3 separate regions of the Mus musculus genome follow, and all the other regions are linked to region 1. Evidence: chromatin contacts called from public HiChIP or PLAC-seq and promoter capture Hi-C data. All regions are on one chromosome and are shown on one strand. Each heading gives the region's core, a stretch centred on a gene start, on an enhancer-like site or on the middle of the called end of the contact. The rest is flanking DNA. Distances are from core to core; before and after follow the strand shown.

What was found. Promoter capture Hi-C pulls out the DNA fragments that hold promoters and counts their contacts. HiChIP or PLAC-seq counts read pairs in DNA pulled down with a chosen protein or histone mark.
Region 2: a contact with region 1 is called in an H3K27ac HiChIP or PLAC-seq map of double positive thymocytes, with 5 times the contacts expected there. The contact joins the promoter of Sh2d2a here to the promoter of Atp8b2 in region 1. A contact is called at or near these places in 1 of 39 promoter capture datasets (liver) and 1 of 115 datasets of contacts at active chromatin or transcription factors (double positive thymocytes).
Region 3: a promoter capture Hi-C map of liver shows a contact between it and region 1, with 4 times the contacts expected there. The contact joins the promoter of Rrnad1 here to the promoter of Atp8b2 in region 1. A contact is called at or near these places in 4 of 39 promoter capture datasets (hippocampal neurons, liver, pre-B cells and 1 more) and 1 of 9 other capture datasets (liver).

What each region holds. Positions count from the first base shown.
Region 1 is chr3:89,961,659-89,965,747 of GRCm38.p6, forward strand. It overlaps Atp8b2 (ATPase, class I, type 8B, member 2), which reads right to left and starts at 1,680. Exons shown (of 28, transcript NM_001081182.3): 1 at 1,499-1,680. It also overlaps the pseudogene Aqp10-ps.
Region 2 is chr3:87,844,589-87,848,677 of GRCm38.p6, forward strand. It overlaps Sh2d2a (SH2 domain containing 2A), which reads left to right and starts at 2,167. Exons shown (of 7, transcript NM_021309.3): 1 at 2,167-2,519; 2 at 3,049-3,203; 3 at 3,770-3,951. The coding sequence starts at 2,486.
Region 3 is chr3:87,928,283-87,932,371 of GRCm38.p6, forward strand. It overlaps Rrnad1 (ribosomal RNA adenine dimethylase domain containing 1), which reads right to left and starts at 1,913. Exons shown (of 8, transcript NM_153562.4): 1 at 1,574-1,913. The coding sequence starts at 1,684. It overlaps Isg20l2 (interferon stimulated exonuclease gene 20-like 2), which reads left to right and starts at 2,032. Exons shown (of 4, transcript NM_177663.4): 1 at 2,032-2,329; 2 at 3,049-3,993. The coding sequence starts at 3,202.

The sequences.
Region 1 (4,089 bases), core at 430-2,929:
ATCAGACACATGGCCACCACTTCCTGCAGACAGTCCTCAAACCATTTCCTCTCAATCTTGTCCAGCCACCCTCTGGGGCCATCAGAGAGGTCTTCCCAGTCCTGCTAAGGGGTCACCATTCTCTCTCACCCCGAGTCTACTCCAGTCAGAATGACACTAAGAACAGGCTCAAGAGAGCCTCTGCTTCCTCCCACCCTCTCATGTACTTTCTCCTAAAAAGGTGTAAGTCCAGGCCACAGGAAACTCCTCTTCCTTCAGATGGAAAGCCTTGCCCCTCCTTAGTTCCCTTGCCTCTAGCCTGTCAGTCCCAAGAGATACTAATTGCCTGTCTGCCCAATCTCTGTAATTACTGACTGTGGTCCTAGCCCAGCCATCCTCTCCCGCTCTCCCTTCACTAATGTGCACTCCCTCCTTGACCTCAGAGCAGACAGTCCTGAGGGGCACTAAGTCCTTTTCACTCCTGACTCTCCACAACTGTGGCAAGCAACAGTGGCTGCCCCCTTGGCTCTGGAAGAAAAACCTCATGAACAATTTGGCGATGCCAAACCCTCTTCCAGGGCCCCAGCCAGGGTCTCCACCCAATCTAGAGCATGAGTCACGGGGAGGGTGGAGTGTGGAACCAGACGCTAAAGGAGAGGATGCAGGGTGGGCATTGCTGGCTCCTACCCAGCCCCACTCGAGTGGGAGGCTATCAAGCATCGTTAGCCCTAACATCTGGGTCTTCCTTCTTGGAAAGAGTTAACAGTGGAGCAAGCTGACCATCAAGCGTCAAGTCTGGATACAGATCAGGAAAGTACTTTTACCTCTAGGACCCTGGGGAGACTGAGAACAACTTTGGCCCCAATCCTCGAGAGGGGTGCAGTAACAAGGTCCCCCTCTCAGGATATCCTGGTTTTCTAAACCGACTAGGCCCACCAGCCACGTCGCCTTGCCCCGTCACCCTACCCCAGCCCCCTCTGCAGCCACATCTGGGATAAAAATAGCCAGCCATGGGAAAGAGGCAGCGCTCCACGAAGGAAAAAAGACTCCTCCTCTGGGTCTGGCCTCCGCTCCTTTCCAACCAAGAGCCTTTTCAGGGGAAGCTAGCAGATAGACGAGACAGGAGAAAACAATAATACCGGAGGCCACCTTCCTTCCCTCTCCAAGGACAGTATCCAGGACCCACCACACAGCTCTGAGCTCCCAAAGCTAACATCCCTGGCACCCTTGGTTTTCCTGGGGCACAGAGAGACCTCCACCTTCCCGGGACAAATCCTATCAGCCCCAAACTCCCTCTCTAGGCACCTAAAGGCTGGCACCAGGTTACTCCTCACACCCCAGCTCCGCACGCCCCTTCGGGGCCCCATTTTCCCAGCTTGCGCACAGCTACCGGTTCTCTCCATCCTGGTAGCCCTTCTCTCCAGCCTCCCACAGCCGCTCCCCGTGGCACCGCTGCCCGCGCCTCCCAGAGCCGACCCTCCCGGTCCACACCCCCGGCCCCACGGTGGCAGCGCCTTACCTTAGCGCTCCGCGCGCGGCGCTCGGCCCGGCGGCCCCGTCCGGCCCATGCCGGGGGCTGGGGCGGGGGCGCTCGGCTCCGCTGCCCGCAGGCTCCCGCCCCCCCACAGCAGCCCGGCTCTCCTGACCCCCCCGGGGCCCCGGCCCGCTACTTTGTGTCAGTTTCGGCCGCGGGGCGGAAGTGACGGCTGCGGCCACGGGCGGGGGGCGGGAGGGGCTTTGGGGAGGTGAGGGGCGCGGCGTGCGCCATCTTGGTGCGTAGGGAAGGGGGGGGTCCCAAGCTCCAGCCGGGACACGCACACAATCGGCGAGGCTGGAGGACGCTGGGATGCTGCTGCTTTATTTTGGAAGCCAGAAACCGAGCGAATGCTGCTTTCTCTGCCAGAAACCATCTTCGGGGAGGAGCCTGATGCGGGAGTAGTGATGAAGAAGCCCCGTAGCACACTTCTCTCTAGCCCAAGTCTCTGCTGTGCTTCCCTCCTCGCCCTGGCTCATCTCAAGGCCTTTCACTTCCTGAAAAGGCACAGCTATGCATTGACTGGGAGTTGTGCCTCAGTTTCTCCACTTGGTTCTCCTGACGATAAGTAGTTGACTTTGCCCCTTACCACATTCCCTTGGGTGGTATATTACGCGCGCGGACACACACACCTCGAAGAACTATCTGAGGTCGTTGGCGCTCCTGTCAGGCCAAAGGTAGGAAACGTAGAGATTTCCCGAGCTGGCAGCCAGAAGACAGGAAGATAGCTCCGAGGCAGAGCCCTTGCCTAGGCCCTAAATCAAATCCCTAATGCCACAAAGTACGAGTGGTTTTGTTGTGTTGTTGTTGTTGTTTTGAGTCAGTGGGAGGGGATGTCTCACTATGTAGCTCTGAAAGGCCTGAAATTCTCAGAGACCCTAGGCGTGCTCCATCACTTCCGAGTCAAACTTAAACTGGGTTTTGTTTGTTAAAAAGATTCACTCTTAAACCGGGCGTGGTGGCGCATGCCTTTGGTCCCAGCGTGCGCCTTCGATCCCAGCACTCCGAGGCAGAGGCAGGCGGATTTCTGAATTGGAGGCCAGCCTGGTCTACAAAAAGTTCCAGGACAGCCAGAGCTATACAGAGAAACCCTGTCTCGAAAAACCATTAAAAAAAAAAAAGATTCACTCTTGTTAGGTGTGTTGAGTAACACGCTGAAGTCAAAGCCGTTATGGTCTGCATAGAAGATTTCAGTACTCCATAGGGAGACCTCGTCTTAAGACGAAAAAGTGAAGAAGGGAGAGTAGAGGAAACCAAGCTTCTCTCGAGAAGCTCCCAGGCCCTACCCCTCAAAGGATCCTAGGATCCCTCCACCCACCCGATTCTAGAAACCTTCCCAAAGCCAGCGTGCACACCCTCTGGCGGCTCCTTTAAGGAACTGCGTGCCTGGAAGCTCCCAGGGTAGAAGACCAGTCTGGAGTCCTTCAGGAGTGGTAAACAGAAGTGTCCTAGTCTGGCATAGTAATACAAAGAATATCTGTCTTGCGTGCTGGCCAGCTCATGGTGCTCTTGCAGAGTGGGATAAGATTGGTCCTTGTCACAGCTTACACTCCAGCTGAGCTAGAGTAACCAAGTCTGAAGCCTTGAGTTGAGATGCCATCACCTTTGGAAATGGTTCTAAATCCTCAGGATGGTGCAGAGCCACCAGGAGCTGGTATTCGGCTGTGCCCAGGGTGGCCCCCACCATAGGAGCCACTGGAGGCACCCACCACCAGCCATTACCAGCGCTGTAATGGAAAGACAAAGGGAGGGGTCAGAGGTGGCTCTTAGACACACCTCTTCCCATAAGCCAGGACTAGTAAGGCAGGCCCTCACACTATTCCTGTCATGACATCCAACAGTGAGCATGGGTTCACATTCATGAATGGGAAGCACTTAGGAAGCAACCCCCAGCAGAACTTAGTCCAACCTCTAGTCTTGCAGAATAAACTGAATAGACTTTTTTACGGATGGAGTCACTAAAGCCCAAAGTAGTAGTATGGCATGCCCAAGGACACCTCTGAACCTACTATATGCATGAAAAGGGGGAGGGGGGATGCAGGAGAGCTATGAAGGAAGGGAGAACTTGCCAGCTGAAGAAGGAACACTGTTCTAAGAATACAAGGGCAGTATGTAAGTGGATAGAACTCAGGTTGGACATGGTAGCACATGCCTTCAATCCCAGCACATGGAGGGATCTCTGCCAGCCTGGTACATAGTGAAACCCTGTCTCAAAAAAAAAAGGGGGGGGGAGGAATCTGGAGAACCATGGACAAAGCTATTAATAGGGGTAAATGGAGGACTGTACCAAGGGAAGCTGTCTCCTACCTGAAGACGCCAGGGCCCCAGCCAGCAAAGTAGTGAAGATCCTTGGGCCCAGGTCCCGGGCAGGGTTGAGTGGAAAGCCACAGTTTGCACCCATGGATAGTCCAATGGTGAGGATCAGCAGTCCCACCACCACCGGCTCCAGACCTGCAGGCGCTCCTTTATTCCGTCTGTCTAGGGTCGCTAACAGCCCCACAATCAGCATCCAGGTACCCAGAACCCTGAGGTTGACAGAGGTCGAAGGAAAGCCATCAAGTGACACATAGGTGCTT
Region 2 (4,089 bases), core at 917-3,416, 2.1 Mb before region 1:
TATAAGTCCCTTGGGGGTTTTTTTGTGGGGTTGATTTTTGTTTTGTTTTGTTTTGTGTTTGATACATGTAAACCAGCTGGCTTTGAACTCATTGAGATCTGTGTGTTCCTCAAGGGGTTGGTACAGCCATGCCCGGCTTCTAGTAGTTCCTTTTACTGTATAGAAACTTTGTATTCTTGTGTTGTGCCATCTTTAATACTCAGGACTAGTTCCTGCAACCTTGGTATTCTGTTCAGAAAGTTCTTGCCTTCCCCAGTGTCTTGCAGAGTATTCCTTATGTTTTCTTCTAGACGTTTCCATTCTTAAATTAAGGTCTTGGATCCAATTTGAATTGATTTGTGTTTAAAAGGAGAGATGTAAATCTAATTTTATTATTTTGCACATGGATATTTAATTTTGCCAGCACAGTTTGTTGCATGGGATTCTTTTCACTGCATGCTTTTGAAGTGGAAACTTTTGGTTTCATTGGAAAGTCAGTGATGTCAAATGATGTTTTGCTGGGGCACACGGGTGAAAGGATGTTTTGCTAGACAGACACGTGAAAGAATGTTTTGCTGAAGCAGACACAGGTGAAAGGATGCGTGATGAAGGGATGTAAATATGACCCCCCCCCAGACAGTGGGAGCTAGAACATTGGTTTGCTTTGCTCTGCCTCACTATTCTTTGCTGACAACATGCATATATTGGTTTGCCTTATGTTGCATTGCTGAGCTCTGCCTATGGTGACTTCATAAAAAGAAACTCACCAAAGAACTTGTCCTGAGGTTCCTGCAACTTCTTGCCATTTCCTCGGCCTCTGGCAGGTTGGCAACCCTTTTGGATTCTTCGGGATTGAACTTTAGTTGCTGATTCGTGAGTGGTGATTGCTGAATGGATGGAGTGCAGCTGCTGACTCATGTTTGGTGTTTGCCACTGGACTGGATTACTGATATCCTGACAATGAAGATTGGAAACACCCCCAAAGAACTATTTCTAAACAGGTCCACTTTCCCCATGCCCTAATAACATTTCTTTTCCACTACCTCTGGTGGGTGGTGGGCTAGAGGGGAGGTTGAACGCTTATTAAAGTAGGCTGAGAAAAATTTATGCCTATATGCTTTTGTCTCCTTTGTCAAAAATGAAGGGGACATAGCTCTGTGAGCTTCTTTCCATGGTCTCTGCTCTCTTGCACTGGCATAACCCTCTCCTTTCATGCCAGCACCAGGATGTCTTTATCACCATGGCTATGTCTGGTGTTGGCTATTGTGATATTCCAGATGTGGTCTTTGTTATTTGTTTGTTTGTTTTCCAAGACACTTTTTTTTTCTATATAGCCCTAGCAGCGCTAGAACTCACTCTGTAAACCACGCTTCCCTCAAACTCAGATATCCCCCTGCCTCTGCCTTCTGAGTGCTGGGCCTGGGATAAAAGATATGCTGTCTTTTGCATTTCTAAATACTGTTAAATACTTTGGTGTAGGTCATAGGATCTGGTTTCCTGGGTAGATGCCAAAAGATGCAGAAGACCCTGCCTGTCCAGTATACCCTGCCTCTGGTACCTACCTCTTACAAGCTCCACAGCCTCCCAAGATAGCAACTACTTGCTTGGAAGCACACAGTGGACAAAGCTGTGAGATAGCTCAGAGTCAACCCCAACAGCCAATCCTGCCATTCCTAGCAGCGACCTGTTTAGTTAGAGAATCCCCTAAGGTTGCTTAGTGTTGCCCTAATCTAAATCCACCATCTGCTCAAAGATGAACATCAGGCCCCTCCTCTCTAACCCAGGTCTCGTGGGTCCCACATAGCTAACCGAGTCCCCAGCAGCTGGAGCAATGGCTCTGTGAGCAAAGTCCCTGCTATTCAAGCATTTAGGCTGAGATAGGAACCTCAGTGTGCACATGTCCGTGGCCCCAGTGCTGGTTTAAGAGGAGATGAGTGAATCCCAGGGGGTTAACTGACCTGCCAGTCTAGCTGAAATTATGAGCTCAAGGCTCAGTGAAAGACCTTGTCTCAATAAGGTGGAGAATGGTTGGGGAAGCCACTTGCCTCAACCTTTAGTTTCCTTGTTACACATATAGGCAAGTGCACCTGCGGTATAACACATACGTTGAACAAGCACAGACACATATACGTATATACACAAAAGTCCTTCCAGAGGTCTGACCCACATCCTTCCTGTTGCAGCTCTGCCCCACTCACCTCATGTATCTTCTCAATGCAAACTTCTGAGTATGAATCTCTGAGAAGCCTTATAACACTTTTGGAGAAGGGGACAAAGGTCAGATAGCAAGAACACCTCACACCTAACAGAGTAGCCCACCACTACCCCAAGTGCCTGGCTTCCAGAGACAGGACTGGTGTGTTACTGCACTTTCCATGACGTGGGTCCTTTTCGAGACAAAGGAGGTGGGTAAAGCGACATTTCCTGTCCCTGGGGGAAGGAGGGAGAGGAGAGATGAGCAGCTGCCGAGTGTGCACCTCCTTTGAGAGCACCCACACCTGCTTCCATGGAGTTCTGCTTGGCCCAACCATGCCCCCAAGGTACGTATAAAGTTTTCTCTCTGCTCCCTTCCTGAGCCTCAGCCTCCACTTCACAGCTAAGCAGTTGACCCAAGCCAGAGCTGCCTTAGTGTCCACTGCTTCTACTCCATCTCTGGGGCTCCACATCTCTGCATCCCTGAGGGCAGGGGACAGGATCCCAAGAGATTTTTAGGAGCCTGGAATGGGAGGGTGAAAGACAGAGGAGTCGAGATCAAGGGAAGGCCTGGCCTAAGGGACTACCTCTCTACGGGGCTTCCAGGCCTCAGAGGCTCAGCCTAGACCCCAGGGTTCTCCCTTTACGGACAACCCTTCTCTTGCCACCAGTCCCTTTGAAACACCTTGACTCCTTATTCCTATCCCTGGGATTCCCACCCGCTACCTCCCTGGTACACACTTGCACTTCTCCTGTCCTCATGACTGTCCCTGTTGGGAAAAGCCCCTTTGGAGATGTTTAAGAGCCTGAAGTAAAGAAGGGAGGGAAAGATGGCCTGCCTCTGGGAAACCCCACCAGCCTCCCTTGTGCCAACAGGGAATCATGAAGCTACTTCATCAACCTTCAACACCTTCCAGCCAATGAACCTGACCCAGGGGAGATGCCAGAACTTGAGTTGTGGGAGCAGGCCCAGCATGCAAGTTATGAAGGAACAGGGGGTTCAGCTCAGCCCCAGAACTAACCACACGGTGGTGAGTAGAAACCTAGGTGGGTGCAGCTGCCTCATCCACCACCATCCTCTCGAGGATGAGGGTGTGCACATGAACCCATGTCAAAATGCAAGCTGGGGACCGGAAGCAGGAAGTGGGGAGTTCCTTCCTCCCGTACATAGCTACCCACTTGCCCTCAGTTTCTCTGGCCCTGAAAAATCTCAGGCCCAGTCATCAGGGGACCAGGACACAGTACACTGACACCAAATGCAACTGTCTGCATGCTGTGCCAGCACGTCCATTTGCCCAGAGCATTCCAGATCTTTCTTCAGTCCCCTTTCCTCTCACCCACCAGCTCAGTCTCCTTTATTAGAGATGAAGTCACCCTCCCCTGGCCTGAGGTGACTTCCTGTACCATCTCCTGCCCTCTGGGGCCAGTATGGAAGATACAGAAGGAATTTAAGTCAGTGACCTTAGAAAGGACTTTCTGGGCAATCTCACCCTAAAATAGACTGGGGGAGGGGCTGGAATGAGGATAAACAGGAGGCAGTTTAGGGTTAGAAGTCTGCTAATCGTGGCCGCTTCTGTCCATGACTTCTCATGTCCAGGTCTCTGCCTCAGCCCCAGGAACTGCCTGGGTCCTAGGGAATGCCGATAGGGCAGAAGAGGTGCCTGGGAAAGGTGACCTGTCATTGCAAGCTGAGACCAGAGCATGGGTCCAGAAGACCCAGGCCCACTGGCTCTTGCTCAAGACTGCCCCTCTTTGGTTCCATGGCTTCATCACCAGAAGGTGAGTCACAGAGGAAGGCACAGGGTCCTGAGTCAGTCAGGGAAATCCTGACAGCGAGGACTCTCGTTTCCCAGGCCTCCATCTCTCAGCTCTCTCCTCCATTTCCTCGCTCTCTTTTTTAAAGATTTACTTATTTAA
Region 3 (4,089 bases), core at 663-3,162, 2.0 Mb before region 1:
TTCTGTTTTTCTCCATTTAGTTTCTTGTTTGGTCTGTTGGTTGTTTTTAAATTTTTATTTATTTTTATTTTATATACACTGGTGTTTTGACTGCATGTATGTCTGGGTGAGGGTGTTAGATCCCCTAGTACAGAAGTTAAAAGACAGTTGTGAGCTGCCATGTTGGTGCTGGAAGTTGAACCTGGGTCCTTTGGAAAATCTCTTGACCCCTAAGCCATCTCTCCAGCATGACCAATGTCTCTTTTCTTTTCTTTTTTTAAATCATGCATCACTAGCATGATCTCACCACAGCATTAACAGGTAACTATTTAGTAACCTGCTATTTTATGGTCCAGACAGCTGTGTATTTTAATTCATTCATTTGTTCTTTTAAAATTCTGGGGCTGTGGGGGCCAGGTATGGTGTCTATTATTAAAGGATCCCAGCACTCAGGTGGCAAAGGCCAGAATATCTCCATGAGATATTTCAACATAGTGAGTACCCATCTGAAAATAATGAACTAATTAAGGAGCAATTAAAAGCCTTGTTAGGAAGCCGGGCGTGGGCGTGGTGGCGCATGCCTTTAATCCCAGCACTCCAGAGGCAGAGGCAGGTGGATTTCTGAGTTCGAGGCCAGTCTGGTCTACAAAGTGAGTTCCAGGACAGCCAGGGCTATACAGAGAAACCCTGTCTCGAAAAAACAAAAAACAAACAAACAAAAATGCTTTTAACCACATAGCCATCTTGTTAGTCCTAGACAAACATTTACCCTAAAACAGCGGTTCTCAACCTGTAGGTTGGGACCTCTTTGGGGGTTCACACTTCAGCTATCCCGCATATCAGGTATTTACGATTCATAACAGTAGTAAAATTACAGTTACAGAGTAGCAACAAAAGATACTTTTATAGTTGGAGATCACAACATGAGGAACTGTACTAAATGGATGGATGTAGGATCACGAAGGTTGAGAATCACCCCACCCACAAGCCTTGCTGGTGCTCTTCTGTGTGTGTGGGGGGGAGTTGGGGGGAAATGAGACATGTCTCAACACTCGTTAAGCTGGCTGCAAGTCAAGACAATTCTGCCTTAGTCTTCTGAGGGGCGAGATTACAGAAAGGTAACTTTATGTATGTCTGCCCTGTTTTGTTTCCCTCCCCTCCTTTTTTAAAGTAACATCGTCCAGTCCAGGCTGCCCTAGAACTTGTTTTGTAGCCCAGGGGAACCTTTTACTCCCGATTCTCCTGCATCTACTTCTTAGGTGACAGGATTACAAGGGTACACCACATTTGGCCAAGCACTTCCTCTTCCCCAACCCACTCTTTATTGCCTTTAGTGGAGGATATCCTATGGAACATCTCGTTTCTCGTATGTTTCTATGCAACTGTAGCATGGCCAAATGTTGGTTGTGGGGTTTCAAATGAAACAAACAAAACTTAAGTATTAGAGTCAGAAGGCTGGGTGAAAAGTATTCTAGTAGTCAACGCGTTCCTTATTAGGAAGAGATAAAAGCTGTCTCCACATTTTCTCTGCAGTGGGCTCCTATTCACCCCCCGCCCCCCAAGAAGCACCCCGCCCTCAGCCCGGTGGCCTCACGATGATGTAGGCGTCCAGGATGGAACGGTAGTGAGCTAGGACGCGGGTGAGGTCCACAGCCAGTTGCCTTCTCTCCTCATGCGAGAGGCCATGGGCTGAAACGCCCCGCATCCTGTGGCGTGAAATGTCGGTGCAAGGAGGGAGGAGGTGAGGAGACACAAGGTCGGTACCACGAAACCATGCAACCCAAACCGGACTCAATTCTGCACGCCCGACGCAAAGCAAGAACTCCGAACCCGCCCGACGACACCTCTCAGGGCGATCCCGTCCTATTACAAATCCTTAGAACAAGGCGCACTTGCCCAACGTCACGACTTCCACTGGGCCAAGCCATTTGCGCAGCCGCAGGGGACTCGGAGACGTCACAGAAGCGCGCCCAGCACCAGCTTACGGCGAGGGGGTCAGCTGCAGGTCCCACCCTCCCTCCCGGAAGTGGGACCACGGTTCCGGCGCACTCTGTTCCGCTTCCCGCGGCCCACCACCTTCGAGTTGTACCTCCACGGGGCCCGAGGGGCCGGGGAGCGCATCCCGCCCCCGCCCCCACCCACGCCGCCGCCGCCGCCACCGCCGTTCCCGCTGCTCACGCACTCCGAGTCGCTGGCCTCGCTGCCTGAGGTGGGGGCGCTGCGGGCGCGTGCGCGCCGGCCGCCTTCCCGTTGTCGCCCGCGTTCTTGCCGTCCCGGCATACGTCGGCGCGCGCCTGCGCCTGCATCCGGCTTCGGACGCTTGCGATCTTAGTGGGGAACCAACTTGGAGGTAGGTGTATAGGGTGTTCGGGAATAGTTCGTGGATCGTCAAGAATGTGGTGGCCGAGGTGGCTGGCCCTCCACTGTGTCCTTACTGTGGGAGACAGGTAAGGTATGTGAGGAGATCGCCCCCACGTGGAGCCGAGGGAGCGCGACACCTGGATTTGGTCTTCATTTCGTAGCACGCTGAGAATTCCTGGGTGATCCAGAGGGTATTTGTGTTGTTTCTTCTCACCACTGGTACTTAAAAGTCTCATCTGACGCCCTTGTTTTGACTTCATAGACATGATAGAGTCGATCTCCGTGGGTCCCACATCTTTTTATCCGCAGCCTCAGCACCCTCATTTTATGTAATTAGATTTATTATTTGTCTGAGTGTTTTGTTTGTATTTATGTATGTGTATCGTTTAATTGCCCGGGGCCTGCAGAGATCGGAAGGCATCTAGTTTTTTCTGAAGCTGGAGGTACAGATGCTGTGAACTACTACAACGTGGGTGCCTGGAACTGAACTTAATATCTCTGCGAGAGCAACAAGGTTATAACTACTAAGGCGTTTCTCCAGCCCCAGCATCTTTAGTTTTTAAAATGGCACAGAGATCCGGAGAAGGGAAATAACCCTTTTAAGACCAACCTAAAGGTGAATTGTGGAGGCTTCAGTAGTTAGCCGGGCTTTGGGGCTTGTGGAAGTTATCACTTATGTCTTCCAGAACTGATCTTCTTTTCTCTCAGGCCTATGGTGCGGGAATCAGGATTACTTTGTCCCCAAGGCTGATTGCAGACCTCCACATGTTGAACTATGGGATTCCACAGAGGATGAGCCTCTCATCCTTTTGCTATCAGTGAGCCATTCTTCCCAGCTTCCTCCCACCATCCACTGATCTCATGTCTACCATACTCCTGAATTTAGACTTTGGGCAACCTTCGAAAAAGGCATTTGGAGGAAATGCCAAACATCAACGCTTTGTCAAGAAGCGAAGGTTCTTGGAACAGAAAGGATTTCTGAATAAAAAGAACCAACCCCCTAACAAGGTGTCTAAGTTGAACTCAGAACCTCCAAAGAAAGGGGAAACTTCAAGAGTAGATGGCATTTTGAAGATCCTTCCATGCCCAAAGAAGAAAGAGGCAGCTGCCTCCAAGAGGGACTCAGAGCAGTCCAAAGACAAGAAAGCACCATTGTCTTGGCTGACCCCTGCTCCTTCAAAGAAGACTGCTTCTGTTGTGTCTAAAATAGATTTGCTAGGGGAGTTTCAGAGTGCCCTTCCAAAGACTAAGAGCACCCAGAAGAAGGGCTCCAAGAAGAAGTCCTTGAAAAAGAAAATTGCTACAGAGAACTCCACCCAAGCTCAGTCAAAGGATAAAGGCTCCAAGAAGAAGCCCTTGAAGAAAAATGCTGTACCGAACTCCACCCAAGCTCGTTCTGAAGATAAGTGCCCTACAGTCCCCCAAAACTTGCCAGGGAAGATGGTGGCAATAGACTGTGAAATGGTGGGCACAGGACCCAAGGGACGCGTTAGTTCCCTGGCTCGATGCAGCATTGTAAATTACAATGGTGATGTGCTGTACGATGAGTACGTCCTCCCCCCCTGCTACATCGTCAACTACCGGACCAGATGGAGTGGCATCCGGAAGTGCCACATGGTTAACGCTACACCCTTTAAGACTGCTCGGAGTCAGGTGAGGAGCGTGGGTCGAGACAGTAGAGAGAGGTCTGGAGAGGACTTTCAGCAAGTGATATTCTGGGGAGGTGTCAAAGGATGGTAAAGGGAGGGA